Regions from separate parts of the Gossypium hirsutum genome. Here regions 2 and 3 are each linked to region 1. The links are chromatin contacts, called in public Hi-C maps. All regions are on one chromosome and are shown on one strand. Each heading gives the region's core, a stretch centred on a gene start, on an enhancer-like site or on the middle of the called end of the contact. The rest is flanking DNA. Distances are from core to core; before and after follow the strand shown.

Region 1 (2,694 bases), core at 113-2,612:
CATGCAAATAATACTGATTCTCGAGAAACACTTTATCCATCCACATTTCCTTTTGAGAAAGCAACAAGTAAATCAAAGCTGACTGGTCATCGGCTTCAAACGCCGGCCTTCCTTTCAAGTTAGCAGTCAAAACCTTCCCGGCTTCCTCACGAATAGAACCCTTAGGTCCCATTGGCGCCCACGCGTCAAGCAAATCCAACGACCACTGGCAGTTCCTAAACAGGAAACTCCCCGTATTCAAAGCAATCCACGACTTCTGCTCGAACATTAAATCGGGGTAACCATGAACAACCAAATTATACTTATCATACTTGGACAAAGGAATCTCAAACACCATATCTGTAAAAAAAGCATCACTATCCATCCACCAAATCCACTCAACTTCAGGATGAGACAACATTAATCTCCTAATTAATGGCAATTTCGCCCAATACCCAGCCAACTCCTTATCTAAATGAGCCATATTATAAACAATTTCAACCCCATGAAGCCTACAATAATCGATCTTATTCTTTATCGCTTTCAACAAATAATGATCTCCTATAGCATTATCACAAGGGTTTGGGGGCGACCCAGTAACAAGTAAGATCCGAGCTTTGCCATTAACAAAATTAGGGAATTCGGGGTTTTCTGAAAGCCAAACCTTACGTTGCTGGTCCCAGTCCGAGATTTTGGGTCCGAGCGTGTAGGTAGTATTGGGATTGATCTCGGTTTCAGGAGGTTCGTCCGGATCGGTAGGGTCGGAGTCGGAGCGGATCTCAGCTAGGATCCGGCTCGTTTCTTCGATTAGGTTTTGGTTAACAGCATCGGCTTCGGAGCTTCCCAAATTGCCAACGCCGATTGTACCCCGTAGAACAAGTATGGTAACGAAGCCGCAGAGGATCGTGATTTTAATGTTGTTGAAGGTCTTGTGGATCTGCCTCCCACGCGGCATTCCGGCTAATACACGGGATCTTCCGCCACCAGCAGCGGCGTTGTTGGTCGTGGGTAAGCCACCGCCGGTGGAAGATCTCTTTTGGGGAGTGAAACTGTCTTGACCCATAAAGGTTAGACCCTCAAAATAAGTAAAAACAGAGCAAGGAAAGAAATCCCAAGCGTCGTTTTTCTACAAACATAAATCTCTCGAACTGAATCTCTTTCTCTACAAGCTAAGCTCTCATCAATGGCGTTTGCACTGAAACCGGGATACTCCTATATCTTCGTTTGTTTTTGGATTTTTTGAGATTTTAAAGTGGAGAGAGAGAGAGAGATGAGTGAGAATTTTAAACTAAAGAATTGAATTGAAGGAGACGAAGAGGGATGGAAAGTGAGATCGGAGAAAACATGTTAATGTCCTAACACTTGACTGTCTTTTCTCATTGTTTTATTTGTTTAATTATATTCATAGATATCATTTTACTTATTATTTTAAAAATCACTTGTAATACATTATTTACTGCATCATTACTAGGTTTAGTCAATACATTAACAATTAATTTTCATAATTCAACCTAAAAAATCCAAAGTATTTAACAGGTTAAATCTAAAAATTAAATAAATTCATAAATAATTTTTAATTTATTTATTCATCAAGTCAATCCTAAAAACTAAATTAAACATTAATAAATTAATATAATTAACTTTGAGTACCGAAATATAAAACTATTTTTAAATGCATGTATTAACTTTTTTATATTATAAAATTTTATAAATACGTTTATGAAGAAAAAATGATTTGTCACATGGTAGTAAGGAGAGAGCGCCCAATTCTATAAAATTGGAAGTGCAATTTCATGAGACAACTTTTAATATATTTTATATTGATAGTAATTTTTAAAAAAATACATATTCAATTATAGTTTACGGCTCCATTTAATGTGATTTAGATTAACCAAATCCAAAAGCATTTACTGTTACTGAAGTTAGGTGCGAAAAATGAAGCAGCGGGGCAGTGTCGGCGGGCGCCTCCATCTCCATGGACTAAATTTGCGCAACACAGCTAGCTCCAACGCGTTGATTTCCGGGATCCAACTTGTCCCCAACGCAAAACCAAAAAGTGGTAAATTCACTAAAATTAGTTAACAGCTCATGCCAACAACCGACGCAAGTAAAAGAGCGTGGACTGCACGTACATGGACAGGTCTCACTTGGAGGAATAAATAAATCTAATGGTGTTTATTATTTTTTAAATAAATTATATCAAGGTAAATACGATCGAAATAATTAAATATGCACTTTTTTTTGGATAAAGAATATTTATTACTTTTGTGTGATTTATTAGATTGGACAAGAAGGAGCCGGCCTTCGAACCCAGTTTCACGTGCCATGTGTCATCTGCAAAACAGATAACGTTCATGTGCTGCACTTCACCCAAAATTACAATCCGACAGAGAAGTGGATCGCAAGTTGCTCAGGGGATCAACACATCTCTTTCGTTCTCCATAAAGCTCCTAGAAGTCATAATAGAGGACCATCTGACATTTGTCAATTAAAGGAAATAAAATAGGATTAAAGAAAGAATTATTAGACATAAAATGAATAATAAGAGTAGCATCAACTTCAATGTCCAAATGTCTAAGATCCAATCTCCTAGCAGGGGTTCAGTTTCAATGTTGGTCGCAAACGGAATATGACAGTGAGAACCAATAATCCAAGAACCATTGTGGTCTCTAATTATTGTCCCAGCTCCCGCAATTCTTGGAGGGAATCGACTGC
Region 2 (2,694 bases), core at 81-2,580, 220 kb after region 1:
ATTACTAAATTATCCTCACATAGACAAATTACATTATATTTTTATGATGAAATTTTTTGTCCTTTTCTATATAATAATCATACTAAAATTTAAACTTAAAACACCCTATATTAATTTTATTATTGCAACTAAAGTATGAACCGAATTTTTAATAAATATATTTGTTTAATTTTATACTAATTTATTCCTCATAATCCCAAAAGACATGTCCTTAAGTGTAACAAAAATAAAAAATGAGGGGTTATTTTAGGAGTTAAGAAAAATCTGAAATTACATGCTTTTCACTTTAAAATTGAAATGGGGGTCCCACTGCTGACCAATGGCATAATAGATAAGATATACTTTGGGCCAAAATTTGGAAAAACCATAGTTGGTTCTCCTCTTGTCTTTTTCTCCAATTAATTTTCTTTAACTCCAAAAATTTAAATGATTTTAACTAGTATTTTAAATATACATTTAGAAAAAAAATTTAAAATACTCATTTTAAAAATAAAATATATATTTTTAAATATTAAATATAGACTTTAGATTTGCACCTTTCATATAAATCAATCACTTAAAATATAATATTTAAACATTAAAAAAAGACATCGAATTTATTATTAATCATATAAATACAATCACTTTATGATTTTTAAGGAATATATTTTAAGAAAAACTCAATTCATATGTTGACAACTTAAATTTCATAATCTATATGTCTTAAAAAAACCCACAATTTTCTTAAATTTAATTTTTATAGTTAAATATATTGCTTAAGAAAACAAAGGAAATGAGATTTTAGGTGGTGTTTTAATCGTAAAAATATAAATGGTTGGGAGGCTCAACTTAAAAGTTTTATACAAATTAAAATTGCAATAAACTCACTACTTGCCAATTATATAGTCGTTTATTAATAATATAGTGTTTATACTTTAACTTCTTACTAGATCCAATTCAGCTATTATCTCTAAGTTATATATTTTAGTCCCTACCCTTCAATTTCTATATTTTTTTAATTTTAAATTTTTAATTCTGAATTAAACGGTTATTAATAAATTCATTACCTAAAATGTCAGATTTTAAGTGGATTTTATGTGGAAATAAAAAAAAAACCCCATATATCATTACACATATACAAATGTAACTGTTACGGCTCGAATAAAAATTAAAAATTTAGAATTCGAATAAGTAAAAGATTAAAACTACCAAATCAAGGATTAAATCTACAATATGTGGGTACTAAAGTGACTAATTGCAAATTTGACCTAAAAAAAGTAAAAATAAAACCATGCCAACATTTTCTGGAACTTAAAAAAAGAAAGAAAGAAAAAATCCAAAAACCTGAAGAGAGAGAAAAAGGGAAATGTATGTATGTATATATAAATATTCTTTTTCTTTCATGTTTTCTCATGTAATTTTCTTTTTGATTTTCATTTGTTTCTTTCTGCCTTCTTTTAATATTTCTTCTCTTTCAAAATCTTCCTAGAAAAAATGCAGCCAGCAGATCCAAACCCCCCCCATTTTTTATCTACTTTTTTCATGGAGTATCAGAAATACCCACACTTCATTTTTTCTCCTCCTTTCTGTTTCTGATCCATTTCCGAAGCCTTTTACAAGGGATACCCATACATAGTTTTCCTCCTACTTTGCAGAAAAAAACTAAGTCAATGAGCTCAGAAAAAGTTGTTTTTATCTTTATTTTTAAGGTATGATTAAAAAGACCACTCTTTTAATGCCTTTACTGGGTTCCTTTCTTCTTCTTCTTCTTCTTTCTACTTTTGTGGAGTTCTTCAATAAATTTTTAGCTGCTTATATTTGGATAGTCTTTTTAATGCTTAGACACTGAAGATATATCCAAATGGGTTTTTAATTTAATTTTGTTTTTTTCCTTTTAGGATTTAAATTTTATTATTTCGATTGGGTATTTATAAATGTGGAAGATATGGATTATAAGCATAATGTTGTTGTTTTTGGCATTTTGGTTGATGTTTAATAAAATTTCCTTCAGATTTCATAGTTTTTTCTTTCTTTTACTTTCTCTTGAATTGTTCTATTAATGGATTGAAGGGTATCTAATGCTACCATGTTTTTTTTTTAAGTTGATTTTTTTGTGGTTTTATTGATATGTGGCAGAACTTCAATAAATATCAATTTATCTCCTTTTGTTCCATATTTTTATTGATCAATAATCATTAACATTTTCTTTACTAGTTTATGACTTAATTAAAGCTTAATATAATTATTCATATGAAACCTGATATTTGTTTAACTCATATGTATAGATATAGATGCATATACATTTATATATATATATATACTTATTCTTAGTTTCTTGTAGTATTAGATGGTGTTTTAGTGCTTTAGGAAGATTGTAAACTTTTTGTGTTCTTATCAACAGTTAATTAGCAGAATAGTAGAATAATGGCTTTGATATATAATACAAATTAAATTGCAATGTTGCTGCCTGCTGGATGTTCTATTGTATAAAGCTTAGAGGAGCGCACACACACACACGCGCGCGCGTATATATGGATATATTTGTAGATCTTGTTTGTTTCAATATTTTTTTTTTCTTTTATGCTCCTAAATTTGCTTGGAAGACCTGAAAAAACTGCCTTAATTTGAAGGCACATTGCCTATCAACATATGGGGGTGTTCGTTAGTTCATGATGTTACTCGGTTTCTTCATTTTCCCTAAAGTGTTTGTGTCCA
Region 3 (2,694 bases), core at 108-2,607, 160 kb after region 1:
TATGAGAATAGAAAGTTGTCAACAACAATTTTGCATGCAGTATAATTATTGAAATAATGAAAGAAAATGAGAATCTTTAATAAATTTGTCAATAAATATAGACATGAAATAAATTGGCTAGAATGAAAAGAAGCAATTCAAGTAAAATTAAATTCATAAAGTTTTTGAACTAGTAGTCCAAATGTCTAAAAGTATAAAACTAGTGAGGTATGAATGCGTAGTTTTGTGAAAACAAAATAAGAAAAACGAAAATTTTCGCTAAGTCCTAGCATTGAGTATGAAACGTATAATATTCTTTTATGGTGGATGCAATAACTTTTAGATATTTTATTACTTTAGCAGTTTATGAAAGATTTGACATACGTCTTATAATTGTTGTTACAATCTTTATATGAATTACTATATAGTGAAGTTTGAAATCCTTGAAGGATTTAGAATGTTAGAAGCATATAAAAATTCCCAAGAAATTATTCAATATGTTTGTGTAAACATTTATATGCATTGAAATGATTTGAACATATGGGGTAAATTCGACTTAGCGAATAATACTTGAAGAAAGATTATAAAAGGATTCAAATTACCAATATATATTTTTAAATATCATGATCAAGTTTTGCTATTATTATTATTGGAACTCCTAAAGAAATCAAAATATGTTTTCCTAAAATTCTTCCTCACTCATGACATTTAGAAGAACAATGATATAAACATTTATCAAACACCACACCATTCAAGTGATCATTAAAATGTTAGTATTCAAGATTAAATACATAGATATGTATTTAATAAATGTTGTTTGATAAATATTCATATCATCATTGGGTTTGTCCCATTGAATTTTCTCGGTAAAGTTTTTAACGAGTCCGTATGTTATATATATTATAAATATTTTTTCTTTCACTAGAACTTTTTTTTCCCGTAGGGCTTTTACTTTAGTAAGGTTTTAATAAAGCAATTAAGATAAGTTTGATATACTTTAGGGTTCTAGCAATAATTAAAAGTAGAGTTTTATTTCATTTATACTTTTTATGTATATAAATATAGACTTCAGGGAAACATTATAAACATTCCCATTAATGAATAAATTAGGTTCTCTTTTGTTCCCCAAATTTGGTTTTGTTATTTACTCTCTTTATTTTATAACAAAAACGAATAAAAACTAGGTTTTTATATTTTTATTGTCCATTTTTTGTAATTAATGAAACTTAAACCTCTAAATTTTTTAATTTTGTAAGAAAGATGATACAATTAAACCAACTATATAAAATTGTTAATATGAACTGCTTTTATTTTTTATGGATCGGTTTTAATTGGTTTTGAAAAAAAGGTTATATTGAACAAATTTCATTGGTTTTTTAAAATTATCTCTTATATATTGTTTCTAAATTTTATTTTCATAAACTTTTATAAATGTTTTTTTTTTGAGCTCGACAAATACAACGGAAGCCCATAGCCCATAAACTTTTTGTTAGCCCAAAAAATCAAAACCCTAACTTGCTCACTCTCTGCCTATAAAATCCTAACCCTAGCCGCTTCCATTTGTCTCAAACCCTAACCAAAGGCAAAAGGAAAAAAAATGGCAGAAAGAGGCGGAGGTGAACGCGGCGCTTTCAGGCGTGGCTTTGGTGGTGGTAGAGGTGACCGTGGTCCAAGAGGCAGGCGCCGCGGCCGCAAGGACGAAGAGGAAAAATGGGTACCCGTCACGAAACTTGGCCGCTTAGTCAAAGCCGGCAAGATCACATCCCTTGAGCAAATCTACCTCCATTCTCTCCCGATCAAGGAGTACCAAATCATCGACCAACTCGTCGGCCCTTCACTGAAAGACGAGGTCATGAAGATCACTCCAGTTCAGAAACAAACTCGCGCCGGTCAGCGTACGCGGTTCAAGGCCTTTGTCGTCGTCGGTGACGGAAATGGACACGTTGGACTCGGTGTCAAATGTAGCAAGGAAGTTGCGACGGCTATAAGAGGGGCAATCATATTGGCTAAGTTGTCAGTGATACCGGTTAGAAGAGGTTACTGGGGAAATAAGATCGGAAAACCTCATACTGTGCCATGCAAGGTTACCGGGAAATGTGGGTCCGTCACCGTTAGGATGGTGCCGGCTCCTAGAGGTGCTGGTATTGTGGCTGCTAGGGTTCCCAAAAAGGTGCTTCAGTTTGCTGGGATTGAAGATGTCTTCACTTCTTCAAGGGGTTCAACCAAAACTCTTGGAAACTTTGTCAAGGTATCAACTTTTTCTCCGAATATTTTTTATTTGATTTGATATTTTCGTAATTTAAGACTGTTTATGGGTTTATCTAGATCTGTTTGAATATGGGTTGCTTAATGTTCCAGTTTCTATTCATTAACTTTTGTTTTGTTGCCTACTGTTTCTTCTTTCATACGATGAGATATTATTGTTTGCTTGATTTATATGAAACATATATAGATCTATTTTAATAAGTATAATGTTAGTTAATTGAATTTAAATTTGTGATTTAGGTTAGGTGGTCGCCGATGCTTTGTATATCCTAGCATGTTTTGGGATTTGTGTTGTCTATGGTGAATATGAATGTGTTTTTCTATGTGTGCGTGTATGCATATATATTAAATAACCTTAAGATGTATAAACATGATAATAAACTCTTAAAGAATAGTCTGATACCATATGTGTTTTGCTTGAACTTGAAGAATTAGAGTTTGAAGTGAACT

The links. Hi-C and Micro-C count contacts between places; a contact is called where the count stands out from the background.
Region 2: a Hi-C map of leaf shows a contact between it and region 1, with 2.3 times the contacts expected there. The contact joins the promoter of LOC107949804 here to the promoter of LOC107949815 in region 1. A contact is called at or near these places in 2 of 34 Hi-C or Micro-C datasets (callus and leaf).
Region 3: a contact with region 1 is called in a Hi-C map of leaf, with 2.4 times the contacts expected there. The contact joins the promoter of LOC107949806 here to the promoter of LOC107949815 in region 1. A contact is called at or near these places in 3 of 34 Hi-C or Micro-C datasets (all in leaf).

Annotation. Positions count from the first base shown.
Region 1 is chrD03:38,442,040-38,444,733 of Gossypium_hirsutum_v2.1, forward strand. It overlaps LOC107949815 (probable xyloglucan 6-xylosyltransferase 5), which reads right to left and starts at 1,363. Exons shown (of 1, transcript XM_016884581.2): 1 at 1-1,363. The coding sequence starts at 1,042.
Region 2 is chrD03:38,665,963-38,668,656 of Gossypium_hirsutum_v2.1, forward strand. It overlaps LOC107949804, which reads left to right and starts at 1,331. Exons shown (of 4, transcript XM_016884569.2): 1 at 1,331-1,688.
Region 3 is chrD03:38,598,877-38,601,570 of Gossypium_hirsutum_v2.1, forward strand. LOC107949806 (40S ribosomal protein S2-2) reads left to right here and starts at 1,358. Exons shown (of 2, transcript XM_016884571.2): 1 at 1,358-2,227. The coding sequence starts at 1,577. The region is part of intron 1 of LOC121215480 (a long non-coding RNA gene); the gene reads right to left.